2 separate regions of the Mus musculus genome follow, and region 1 is linked to region 2. A link is a contact called in public promoter capture Hi-C data. All regions are on one chromosome and are shown on one strand. Each heading gives the region's core, a stretch centred on a gene start, on an enhancer-like site or on the middle of the called end of the contact. The rest is flanking DNA. Distances are from core to core; before and after follow the strand shown. Region 1 overlaps Rufy1 (RUN and FYVE domain containing 1). Region 2 overlaps Gfpt2 (glutamine fructose-6-phosphate transaminase 2).

Region 1 (6,984 bases), core at 1,497-3,996, 580 kb after region 2:
CTGGAGAAGTAGATCACTTCACTGTTGTTTTTTTTTTCTTTTTTTCGAGAAAAGGTTTCTCTGTATAGCCCTGGCTGTCCTGAAACTCACTCTGTAGACCAGGCTGGCCTCGAACTCAGAAATCCACCTGCCTCTGCCTCCGGAGTGCTGGGATTAAAGGTGTGCACTACCATGCCCAGCTCACTTCACTATTAATGCTCTAGTCAAGCATACATACCAGGAACTCGAGCATATGCACGTACATCATCCCTCACTCAACCTTGTGTGTGTGTGTGTGTGTGTGTGTGTGTGTGTGTGTGTGTGTGTGTGTGTGTGAGAGATGCGGCTGAAATCTAGGGCTTCTCTGAATCACAACCCCAGACTTCCTCCCCCTCCCCCTAAATTTAAGACTTCATTTTAGGCCATGCTTGTGGCTCACACCTTTAACCCCAAGACTGGAGAAGCAAAGGCTGATGTGTCTTTGTGAGTTCCAGGCTCCGCACCAGCCAAGGACTACATAGTCAGACTCTGTTTTTTTTTTTTTTTTTTTTTTTTTAATTTATTATATGTAAGTACACTGTAGCTGTCTTCAGACACTCCAGAAGAGGGCATCAGATCTTGTTATGAATGGTTGTGAGCCACCACGTGGTTGCTGAGATTTGAACTCAGGACTTTTGGAAGAGCAGTCAGTGCTCTTAACCGCTGAGCCATCTCTTCAGCCCCAGACTCTGTTTAATGCACACACGCGCACACACACCTATTCACGTGTGTGTGTGTGTGTGTGTGTGTGTGTGTGTGCCCGCCCATGGAGGCCAGAGATGATAGCTCCCTGTGGAGCTGGAGCTGCAGGCAGTTGAGAGCTGCCTGAGGTGGGTACTGGGAACACAACTCTGGAAGCACAATATGCCTTCCTAACTGCTGAGCCGGGACTCTAGCTCAGTGGTTCTCAACCTGTGGGCCACGGCCTCTTTGGCAAACCTCTAGCTCCAAAAGCATTTACATCATGATTAATAACAGTAGCAAACTTACAGTTATCAAGTAGCAATGAAATAATTTTATGTCTGGGGGTCAGCACAGCATGAGGAACTGACAGTATGAAAGGGTCACAGCGTTAGGAAGGTTGAGACCACTGCTAGCCTCTTCCTTCATTTCTCATATTATTTCACTTGTTCCCTTTCCTAAGGCTGTGGAGTAGGGGCAGAGCTCCAGGCTCTGTGTATTTATATCTCCGTGCTGTACCACGGTACAAAACAAAGCCCAAGGTCTTCCCAAAGCCATTCATCAGGGAGGGGTCCTCTCTGAGGCTGGACACACAAATGTGGCTTGAATGGTTACAACTTGTCTCTCTGTTTAGACAAACCGTAATCCTAACAGTTAAAACTGTAGACCTCGGCAAAGGTCTGTGGCACCCAACAGAACAACTGGCACTGGCGAGGAGTGAGCCTTACCTTAGGTGCCGGTTAAGTTCCTCCACGTAATTTTTCTGATCAAGGACATCGGTAATTCTTTCATGCCTATGAGAAGAGCACAGAGAGAAGACCTTAGATCCATGTCAAACCGTCTATGTATGGCCTGTGTACAGCCATCCCGATCTTCAGAAACTGAGACCGGCAGAGCCACTGTGGAGTAAACAGCATGGCTTGCCTGACACAGCATCAAGGTTTGAGGACAGGTCCCTGACCACCTGTGCCTCAGTGGGGAGGACAGAAAGCCATTGGCATCTGTGCACAGTGAACACACCTGCCGCCACACACGTGGCTCTGGGTCTTACTGTACTGAAGGAAAGGGGACACGCTCTCAAGGAAACAAAGACTTTCAGAACACAGCAGGACAAGTTAGAGTGAAAAAGCCCTCAACATTTCACAGTAGAGCTCTCCCTCTGATCGGTTTCTTTTTTTTAAAAATTCCAATCATTTACAATTTTTGCGTATACGTGTTTTCCTGTTTGTCAGTATGCACAGCATATATGCAAATACCCTTGGAAGACAGAGTGTCATATTTTGTGGGACTGGAGTTACAAACAGCTGTGAGCCACCGGATGCGGGTTCTGTATAAGAGCAGCAACTTAATCACTGAGCCATCTCTCCAGCTCTTTCTTTCTGTAAGTCGTGTGTGTGTGTGTGTGTGTGTGTGTGTGTGTGTGTGTGTGTGTGTCTGTGTGTCTGTGTGTGCGAGAGCTGCACGGAGCCATCTCACCGACCTTCCTGTCACTCCTTAACACATACTTCTATATTTGTAGCTCACGTAAATGGGGCTGTGCCACATTGTTTCATGCCACAGGTGCTGGGCTGGAGTTTGTTTTATAGTTGCTATCCTTTTGTTTCTTTTACCTTTTGCTTTTTCTTTACTTGCTAGTGCTCCTTGAGGTAACCCATAGTCATGGCTTACTGGCTATCTTCTTTTGTGCCTCTAACCAGCACATCGAGCTAACATATACCACGCACTATATACTCAACTTGTTTTGGCTTATAAAAAAGAAATATATGTATTCCTTGTTATCATACTTTTCTCATTTCATCGTCCTTTGGGTGAATTTCTCTTGGTCTACTATACAAGTAGATCAGATTTAGTCCTGTATGTCTGCATAACACACAACCACTAGGGGTGTCCTACAGTTATCCCATTATTGGTAGAAAAAGCTCAGTATGTTTTGGACAGTCAATAAAAAAAAAAAAAAAAAAAAAAAAAAAAAAACCAAAAATAAACCTGGAGTCTGATGCAATGGTTCAGTGGGTAAAGTACTTGCCACGCAGGTCAGATGACCTGAGTATAATTCCCAGAGCCCACATAAAGGTGGCCACAGAGAACCAGCTCCACACAGTTGTCTTCTGACCTCCATATGTGTGCTGTGGAATATGCATCCACCCACATGCTACACCACACACACACACACACACACACACACACACACACACACACCCCACATGGCTTAGATGGAAGTGACCATAGCAGCTTCCTGTGGTGAGGGGAGTGGACTGCGATGGGCAAAGGAGATGGTATAAAAGGGGAACTTCCACACGCATGCTCAATTCTGAGAGCAACTCCTGAAACAGAGAGGATGCCACCAGACTCACCTCTGTAACTAAATTAACTAAACAAAGCTGAAGTTGCAAAGCAAACCCAAGCCCGTGTCACCAGCTGGTGAGGGGCTGCGAGCAGCTCACTACTCACTCTCTGCCGCTGTCAAGATCCTGTGCGTCCTTCAGACAGAGAGAGAAGTCAATCACCCCGACCTGATGGAGACAGAGGGCACAAGCTCACATCAAACGTGCTGTGCTCATCCCCACAAGCCCTGTAAGCCTTGAGATTCAGGATGGTCACCCCACAACTGTGTGTGCATCCAAAGGAGGATGGGGCATTTATAAAGAGCATCAAAGGTTTGGGTGTACTAAGTAATTTTAAAACAGAGGGGAGGGAGGGAGGGAGGGAGAGAGAGAGAGAACGAACACTAGAGAGACTTCTAGACTAAAGGACAGTCTTGTTTATGGGACACTTCTAAGTCCTTTGCACCCCTATCTTGTTTGTTTGTTAGTTTTGTCAACCTGACACAAGCTAGAATCATCTGAGAAGAGGGAACTGGGAAATGCTTCTGTAGGGAGCCTATGAGGCATTTTCTTGATTAATGATTGATATGGGAAGGCCCAGCCCTTGTAGGTGGTGCCACTGGGCACGTGGTCCTGGATGCTATAAGAAAGGCTGACATGAACCGAACAATGACCAGCATGGCACCACAGACTAAGGGTCCAGGAGTGGCACAGATCCCTTGGCAGTAAGTAACAGCTCTCTCACTGAATTGAAGACACACTCAACAAGAGGGAAACCATGTCTGGTGCTGGAAACTTAGCCATCTGCCCAGAGCTAGTGAAGACATGGATCTTGGAGAGGAACCTACAACCACCACTTTACTAAACCAGCATACTCTCAAACTACATTCTAAATACCTATCCAAATACTAACAGATAAGTGTAGTCCTCACCCCCATCAAGAACTTCTCCTTGCAACAGATGGAGATCATTACAGGAAATTACATCCAATCAAAATGGAGAGCTGTCTGCAGATTTCAAGCCAACAACCGCTGGCCGGGTTCATCCCACTAGGGCCTAAATCCACGTTACCTGAGAATCCAAGTCTTCTCCCTTTAAGCAGAGGTTGGCATCCAGAACGTTGAGTCCCACCAGCAGACCCACGATCACCATTCCTTCCTCCTCCATCATTAAGGCCTCGGGCTCATAGAACTCACTGCAAGAGACTGGCATGTCAGGGAGCTACTCACAAACACCCTCACTCACCTCACCCCAGCTCTCCTGCCTTTGCATCGCTAGGATCCTTCCACTGGCACCTACCCTGGAGCAGGGACCCTCAGGGACCCTCCTTTCTCCTAACATGTCAAATGCCTCTTCTTGGCCTACATGTCTCCCCAGAGATCCATGTGACCAGCCTGCTTCCCAGCTTGGTTGCAGTTAGGAGAGGGACCAGCTGAGAGGTCACCAGAGGTGTGTTCTGAAGGTGTGTGACCTTTGCCTTTTCCTCTTTCTCCCTTTCTGTCCAGGAAGTCAGTTTTTATTCTACCTACCACATGCTTCCTACAGGATATGCTGCCTTGCTCCAGGCACAAAGCAAAAGGACCAGTTATGGACCGAAACCTCAGAAACCTGTGAGCCAAAGCTTAGCCAGAGGTCAACCTCAGGTGCTGGTTCTTAGATGGCTGCTTTTTATTTTATATTTTATCATTTTATTCTATGTGTATGTATGGGTGTTTTGTCTGCATGAAAGAGAGCTTTTAACTCCAGCTTTTTCATGTATGTGCTGGGGACTGAACCTCATGCCTGCAAAGCAAGCAGTTTATATCCCGAGCCACTACTTCCCCTCTCTCTCCCCTACTCCTGGCCTCTGTCTTCCTGTTGTCCTGCCTTGTGTCCCTGTGTCTTCACTTGGCTTCTCTCTATCGAAGACCTTGGCTGCCTGAAACATTAGGTCACCATGACTGGCTGGTGAGGTGACAGTGACAAAGGCCCCTGCCACCAGCCTGACACTCTGAGCTGATCTCTGGAACCTGCTGGATTGAAGGAGGGGACTGAGAGGGTGTGCTGGCACTCATCTGTAATCCCAGCACTTGGGTGGCAGAGGCAGGGGAAGCTCTGTGAGTTCAAGGCTAGCCTGGTCTATACAGAGAAATCTTGTCCTTCCCCCGCCCCAAAAGGGGAGAGAACTGACTTCATTTTATTTTCCTGACCCACATGTATGTGCCATGGTATTCACAACTCCTGAAAATAAGTAAATAAATTTAAAAGGAAAGAAAAACCAAAAATTAAAACAAGCTATGTTCAACAATAAAAAAAATTTGGGTCTTGGCTACGATGAAAAGGAAATTTTAATCTGAGTTAGACAAGAGATTAACTCTAGAGATTTCTGTTATATAAATTTCAGTCTAGAGAAAATCTCTTTTACAATGACTACTTGTTTATAAGCCATACATATAAAGAATGAGTCAGTCATAAATTTCAGTGATAGCCATTATTTAAGTTTTCACTAATGCTAACAAATCCACATTTTACAAACTGGATATGAAATCTTCAGCTAGGATGACATATGTATGTTTTTTACAAAAAGAATTACCCACCATTCAACAGTTATTTTATTCCTGTTATCATCCAGTCTATTAAATACCATTTTATTGAAACTTATTGAATGGGCTGACAGTTACCAAATTATAAGCATTAATATTCTGGGAGAATTATCTTTAGAATTTCAAAATGAAGTCCTGTGAGTTTCAGTCATAATGCTTCTGGGATATTTGGGTTCAATAAAGAAACACTTCAAGCCAGGCGGTGGCGGCGCACGCCTTTAATCCCAGCACTTGGGAGGCAGAGGCAGGCAAATTTCTGAGTTCAAGGCCAGCCTGGTCTACAGAGTGAGTTCCAGAATAGCCAGGGCTATACAGAGCAACCCTGTCTCTGGGAAAAACAAACAAACAAACCCAAAAAAAAAAAAAAAAAAAAAAAGAAAGAAAGAAAGAAACACTTCAAACCAAACCTCAGAGCACTGAAAACTAGGATCTAGGATGATTTGATTTCAGCTAGGAACACTCTATTTTCTTTTTTTGACAATGACTTACAGACTATGCTGCAACTACAAAGTAATAGAGACAAATATAATGATGCAATACCTTAGAGCTGCGTGTTGTCTGTGATACCTTAGAGCTGCGTGTTGTCTGTGATACCTTAGGGGATGTGTGTTGTCTGTGATACCTTAGGGGATGTGTGTTGTCTGTGATACCTTAGGGCTGCGTGTTGTCTGTGACACCTTAGGGGATGTGTGTTGTCTATGATACCTTAGAGCTGCGTGTTGTCTGTGATACCTTAGGGGATGTGTGTTGTCTGTGATACCTTAGGGGATGTGTGTTGTCTGTGATACCTTAGGGCTGCGTGTTGTCTGTGACACCTTAGGGGATGTGTGTTGTCTATGATACCTTAGAGCTGCGTGTTGTCTGTGATACCTTAGGGGATGTGTGTTGTCTGTGATACCTTAGGGGATGTGTGTTGTCTGTGATACCTTAGGAGCTGCTTGTTGTCTATGAGGACTTTCAGATAATCTGCCAGTTTCTTTTGCATGAGAGCAAGATAAAGCCACGCTCTGCCTCTTCCCACGGCTGTCCTAGAATTCAAACAGAGAATCAGACCACAACAGCATAAGAACAGCAACAAACACAGAACAAAATAATTACCTGTGGGAGGAATGTGTGTGTGTACACATACACGTACACACACGAGTCACACTGTAGTGTAGGGGTTAGAGAGGTACTGTCTGGGCACAGAGAATGCACGCTGTGCAACTTAGGTGCCTTTTGCATTTTGTACCACAGGCTCTTCAAGTGTTAAGGGTCTTATAACATTTCTGAGGCTCAGGCTCATTTATGCAACTTATGTTTGTGGTGAAATACCACATCACTGGGCTAGAGACACGTCTGCAGTTTCCCTGATTCCCACGTTCCACCTGCTGTGGGTG
Region 2 (6,517 bases), core at 3,354-5,853:
GGGAACTAGTGAGCCTGAGGTCATATCCTCTAGCTCCTTAGTGAGAGCCAGTGACCAGTCTCTCTGAGCTGCCCCGACCCTAGGGCTGGAGACAGAGGAGGTGCTTCTAAGGCAGCATCCTGGGGGAGGAGTTTCCTCCAGGGTTGCTGTAATATAATTTTAATGCTAACTTTGCAGAGTTAAATCTGTCCTCAGAGAGTAAGTACACATTTCTTCCTAAGACTGACCCACATATTAGGAACTAAGGAGCATCCGTGCCTCAGACTGGTTGCAAATTTGGAGGCTCCCGAACCCCTCATGTTCAGAACTCTCTGGAACAACTCACAGAACCTAGGAGAGTGCCGTGTCTACTATTAAAGTATTACAGTGGATTCACATTAGGGCCTGCCCCAGAGGACAGAGCCATAGTGCGAAGTTCAAGATGTCCTTACAGTGAGTGCCCCTCCAGGTACATTGATGTCTGTCACCAGAGAGCTCCCTTGAGTTCCTTCAAGGTTTTCTTTTCTTTTTCTTTTTTCCCCCCCGAGACAGAGTTTCTCTATATAGCCTTGGTTGTCTTGGAACTCACTCTGTAGACCAGGCTGGCCTCGAACTCAGAAATCCGCCTGTCTCTGCCTCCCAAGTGCTGGGATTAAAGGTGTGCGCCACCACTGCCCAGCAAGACTTTCTTTGTGTTTTCATTACAAAGACACGATGACTAAATCATTGACCATGTGATAGAACTTGCTCTACAACCCTGCTTCTGTTCTTGGTGACTCAAAGCTTCAACTTTCTTTTTTTTGTTGTTGTTGGTTTTTGGTTTTTGTTTTGTTTTGTTTTTGTTTTTGTTTTTTTCTGAGACAGGGTTTCTCTGTATAGCCTTGGCCTTCCTGGAGCTCACTCTGTAGGCCAGAACTCAGGCCTTGAACTCAGAAATTCGCCTGCCTCTGCCTCCCAAGTGCTGGGATTAAAGGTGTGTGCCACCACTGCCCGGCTTAAGCTTCAACTTTCTAATCACAGTTTATCTATCGAACATAGTCAGTCCCCCATCCTGAGACTGCGTTATCTCGTTAGCAATAAACTCAAGTACAGCTCAAGGGGTCCAGTGTGAACAATGACACTTCTAATCCCTCAAAGTCCAAAGGTAGGTTAACTCTCTCCCAGGAACTAACCAGCCAGATCAATTATTCTCTGGCCTCATGGAGATAGGAGGGCAGAGACCACTTAGATTCATGAAGTCACAGTTAGACGAATTTCAGGAAGGTGCTTAAGCCAGCCACTGCCACATAGATCTCAGCGCTGTGGTTAGAGAGCTAGTATAAAGTATAAAGTTGTGTCGTTTCCTACTGAAATCCCTCTCAAAGCTTCCCATCAGACTATAGTGACCTCTCTCCCATTCTGCATAATGGAACCGCTGAGTTCCAGGTATTCTACCTGCCCTAATCCTCATTCATGCCAAGCTCAATAGCTTCATTAACCAATGTAAAGAGCTACCTGGCTCTTTATACATAGCCAAGGCTGGCTTGAACTTGCTATGTAGACCAGGCTTGCTTGGCTCTGCCCTCCCAAACTTTCCTAGTTACTTCTCAGTTGTTAAAAGCCTTGATAAAAGCAATTTAAGGATCTATTTGGGTTCATGGTTCAAGGATATAGCCCGTCAGGGTAGCAGGAGTTTGAGGAAGCAGGTAATCAGACTGATATTCTGGTCCTCAGTTTACCTTCTCCTTTCTATGCAGTCTAGGATCCAAGCCAAGGGAATGGTGCCGCCCACTTTCAGAATGTGTTGTCCCATCTCAATTGACATAAACTAGATAATCCCACACAGATGTGCTTGGAGACCTGTCTCCTAGGTGATTCTAGATCTGGTCAAGTTGACAGTCAGTGTTAACAGCATATAAACCTTATCACTTTCACTGTTTCATTGCCCCCGTGGCATTTACCCAGAATTCACCTTTGCTCATGATTCTATTTTCATGGATTGTGAAGAGTTAGGAGTAGGTCAGGTCAAGGCATTTGTGAAGCTGGTCAACAAATGGATGCAGAATGATGGTGCAAGGTGCAGTCACCTGACCAGGAGAGGGGAAGAAAGACACCAAGAAGCACACCTGTCCTTTACACGTGGCATACACATGACCTCACTGATAATGTCACCACGATAGCAGTGCTGACTCCAGAAAATTCCAGAAGCTATACTCGGTGCAGGAGAGGGTTTGCTTCTTTCAGAAACACGGTACTTTATGATCCCCTTTCTCTGCTTTAGGGTCGCCCAATCATACTGTGTTCCAAGGATGACACCGAGAGCTCCAAGTTTGCATATAAAACCATTGAACTTCCCCACACAGTGGACTGTCTCCAGGGTATCCTGAGCGTGATTCCACTCCAGCTTCTGTCCTTCCACCTGGCTGTCCTCCGAGGTTATGATGTAAGTCTAAAGTTTGCATAAGCACAGCAAAGGGTTGAAACAGAAAGCTAAAGGTTCTTTCTTACCGATGCATTGTAGTTTTTTAAGGAGTTTGTACATAGTTATGGGCTCAGGGTACCATTTCAATGCACAGATATGTCGTTGTGCTGTTTGTAATGGACAAGTTGCTTTTTTTGTTTTTTTTTTTTAAACACTTATTTGGATTAAAATGCTTATTGGAGCAATGATATCATTTAAAGTAACTTTCATTTTAAGGTTGTTTAGGTTCCCTAAGAGCTGGCAAAACAAACAAACAAACAAATAAATAATAAATAAATAAATTCTCAAGGCAGGTGTGGTGAAACACACTTAGAAGCCAGCATTCAGGGGCTGAGGCAGGCAAATTACACATGTGAGGCAGCCTGTGCTACAAAGAGAGACCCAGATACAAACAAACAAACAAACAAACAAACACTACTGTTATCAAAGTTAAGATTCTGTTTCTTCCTTGTATTGTTATACTAAATTTTTTTTCATCTTTATGAACGTGTTAGGTGCAACGTTCAATTGTTGTATAGTATTCCTTTAAAATCTTTTTATTTTTACATTTTTACTTATATGCCTGTACTTGTATCTATGCAGCTCTATGCTACACATACATAGTTTCCCCCAGAAGCCCCTGGGGGTCGGATTAGTTCAGATCCCCCTGGCACTAATGTTGTAGGTGGTTGTGAGCCAGTGCTGTGGGTGTTGGGAGTCTAGCTCAGATACTCAGGTAGAGCAAAGCACTCTTACTGAGACAGCTCTGGGGCCGCCGCCATTCCAAGCTCTTAACATGGTTTTACTGAATAGTTACTAACGAGGCTGCTGTTTCCAATTTTTCATTTGTATGAATAACATCACAGTGAACAAGTTTGAAGGCACATCATTGTCCCACATTTAAGATCTATCACTGTGGAGAAAATGATTTGACATTTGGAGACTGCTAACATCCAGATGACACCTCAGAAAAGAAATGATTTATCTCACCAACAAATGTGTAAGAAAAAATTCACTGTGCTAAAACAAACAAACAAACAAAAAAACAAGCACAAAACAAAACAAAACTATGCTACAATTTTATTTTGAGAAGCTTATAAAACTATAACAATCTGAAGAACACTATCCCAGACACACCTAAGTGTATATCATCCGAATTCGTACCTGATAACTTTTTGTTGTATTTGTTTCAGTTTTTTCTTAACATATAAATAAAACATCTTCTTGCAGATCAGTGAAAACCCACTCTCTTACCCATTTCCAATCATATTTCCTTCCCAGTCTGTACTCTAAATAACAGTCTTGTGAAATTCATGTACATTCCTCCAAAAACATGATTTTTTTTCATTAATTAATTTTTCTGGCGCTGGTGTTCAAACAAAGGTCTTAAACATGTGCTATGCAGACACTCTGTGAGTTACACCCCAATCCTAATGTTTGTTTGTTCTTTTCATTTTCTTTTTATGATGCTTTGTTCTTTGGTTTGGCTTGGTTTTTCAAGACAGGGTTTCTCTGTATACACCCTGGGCTGTCCTGGCTCTCTAGACCAGGCTGGCCTCAAACCTCACATAGACCAGGCTGGCCTCAAACCTCACAGAGGTCCATCTGCTTCTGCCTCCTGAGTGCTGGGATTAAAGGTGTGCTCCACCTCCACTCATCGAAGCTTTATTCTTAATTGTATATATGTCTGTGTGGTTTTGTGTACATGAGTACCTGAGTGCAGAAACAGCATGGTACTGGCACCTGTGAGATACTCAACAAATTGCTATGTGGTAGAGGCTGGCCTTGAACTTCTAATCCTCCGGCTGTCCAGGTTTGTATCTCTCTGTGCCTGCTTTATGGGGTGCTGGAGATGGAACCCATGGCTCTGCATGCTAAGCAAGGACCTCATGTGAGCATCATCCTTTACCCTCCTGTCTTTCTTTTTAGGTTGACTTCCCCAGAAACCTAGCCAAGTCTGTCACTGTGGAATGAGAACAGGACTTCTATCACAAGACTGTCGTCACCTGCAGTCTGATTCAAGACCTGAACCAACTGCCAAGATGCCACACGGGAAAGGAAGTGGGCCTCCGTGGGCCCCTCATGCTTCCAGTAGAGCTTGACAGCTTTGACGTGCCTTGTACCCAAAGTGCTTTGCTTACAGCAAATGCTGTTTCTCTGTGTCCTGACGTCACTGAGAAGGGATTGTTTACACATGGGGATCAGAGCAGACTTTCCACTACTGTGCAATAGAGATACCGCTCTCTTCAGAGTAACTGTGAACCTTTTTTTAACCAACACTAGCTAGTTTTAAAAGTCGAAATATTTATAATGACGATTGTATAGCTTTTAAGTTATTTTTCTAATGTGTGGCTTTCTGTAGCCATGGTAACGCCCTAGCCCATGCCTCTGGACTACCCAGAGTGCTGTCTCTGGACACACTCGTGCAGGTGTCATTCATCTCGGTTTGGGGCACTGGCATGAGCCCTTTGTCTCCTTTCTCTTTGTTCTCCCTCCACAAGCTGCTCCTGATTCCTGTCCCCTGAAATCAACGCGTCCCCTCTCCCCTCTCCCTATGTTTCCTTTGAGCCCAGTTAAAGTCTCTCCTCCTTTCAATATTCTCAGATGGACTCAAATTCCTTAGCTCTCTGACTTCTGCTTAATCAGATTATGGTTTTTTTCTTAAGCCCAGGCAGCACTTTGGTCCCGGCTCCCTGTTCATAGTAAACCAGCCTGAGATGCCCCACACAAGAGGGCGGTTTCGTGGGGCTGCCCTGCTCTATTTAAAAGCGTGCACAATCAATGTACTATGCAATTTTACAATAAAGACAGTGCAACTTTTTTTTTCCGACTTGTTTGAATTTAGTTAACCTCCTTTTCCTTACATCTGAGGGTCTGAGCAGTGTCTGGAGGGGGCATTCTCATCGTTAGTGATGCAGTTTAGATAGCAGTTGGATGTGTCTCTCCCCTCCACCTCCCCCCATGGTTCATTAGTGTGTTGAATTTAATCCTCGTTGGGAGGTATTTTCCATTGCTCTAGAGGCTGAGAAATCCAAGATCAAGACACTAGCTGTTTTGATATGTGGGAGAGTTTGCTTTTTTTGTCCCTACCAGAAAGCCTTTGTACTTTCTCACTGTGGAAGAGGCAAGTGAGCTCCTAGAGCTTCTTTTAAAAAGCACGGATTCCACCAGGTGTGGTGGCACATGCACAGATCTCTGAGTTCAAGGCCAACCTGGCCTACAAAATGCATTCTAGAACAGCTAGACCTACATAGAAAAACCCTGTCTTGAAAACCAACCCCCCCTCCCACTCCCCCCCCCCACTCCCCTCCCCCCCCACCAAAAGGCACTGGTTCCCATCCGTTCTGTAAAGGCCTGACTATTGTGTATATGCATGTTTGTATGTGTGTGGGAGCATATGCCTGTACAGTGGTTGACCCTGGGTGTCTTTCTGAATTGCTCTGCACTTGGCTGAGGTGGGATTTCCTCTCTGAGCCCACAGTTGGCTGGTTTGGCTAGTGTAGTTGGCTAGTATGTCCCATCTCTCCTTCCTTAGTGCCGGGATCGCAGGCAGATCACCACACCATCCTGGCTTCTATATGGGTGCTCTGTATCCAAAGGTTGGCTCTCCATACTTGCTCAGCAAGTGCTGGACCCACTGTGTCACCTCCACAGCCCAGATCCCACTTTCATTACCATCACATGGGGGCTAGGGATATAAACAGATTGGGGGAGAAATACAAATCCAATAGACCATGGCGAGAGGTGATTTGGGGGAACCTAATAGATCAAGAAACTATTGCTTATACTTTGATGAAGGTTTACCCAATAAGGAATTTTAAGTCAGAAAAAAAAATTAGAACTGTCCATTCTCTTGTTCTTTGTGTTGTTATTAAGTCCAGAAATCTCCCTAATATGTCTTTGTCGGTGACTTTTTTATTCTCTTTTGGCTTCTTCTGTCCTCAGATACTGCAGTGTTATATAGCCTTGAGTCTCTTTGATAGATGTTAACCTCGGTCAAGATATGCGCACCCTTTAGGTTTGGGAGAGTATTTAATTTTAGGTGTATGCACGCATGTATATGTGTGCACCTCTTGCATACTTGGTGCCTGTGATGTC

Evidence for each region. Capture Hi-C pulls out chosen DNA fragments and counts their contacts.
Region 1: a promoter capture Hi-C map of liver shows a contact between it and region 2. The contact joins two enhancer-like sites. A contact is called at or near these places in 2 of 9 other capture datasets (liver and pancreatic islet).

What each region holds. Positions count from the first base shown.
Region 1 is chr11:50,413,090-50,420,073 of GRCm38.p6, forward strand. Rufy1 (RUN and FYVE domain containing 1) reads right to left here. Exons shown (of 18, transcript NM_172557.3): 4 at 6,532-6,633; 5 at 4,095-4,218; 6 at 3,151-3,212; 7 at 1,428-1,493. Among named protein-coding and RNA genes, the nearest start is that of Rufy1, 15 kb to the right of the region's middle. Within about 2 kb of position 2,747, at least 32 of the 459 cell types and tissues checked have an H3K27ac peak or open chromatin away from gene starts, as enhancers often do. A contact at or near this core is called in liver, where this site is marked.
Region 2 is chr11:49,833,373-49,839,889 of GRCm38.p6, forward strand. Gfpt2 (glutamine fructose-6-phosphate transaminase 2) reads left to right here. Exons shown (of 19, transcript NM_013529.3): 18 at 2,240-2,401; 19 at 4,349-5,248. The coding sequence ends at 4,393. All of the region lies in intron 1 of Gm36507 (a long non-coding RNA gene), which reads right to left. Among named protein-coding and RNA genes, the nearest start is that of Gm36507, 9.7 kb to the right of the region's middle. Within about 2 kb of position 4,604, at least 29 of the 459 cell types and tissues checked have an H3K27ac peak or open chromatin away from gene starts, as enhancers often do. A contact at or near this core is called in liver, where this site is marked.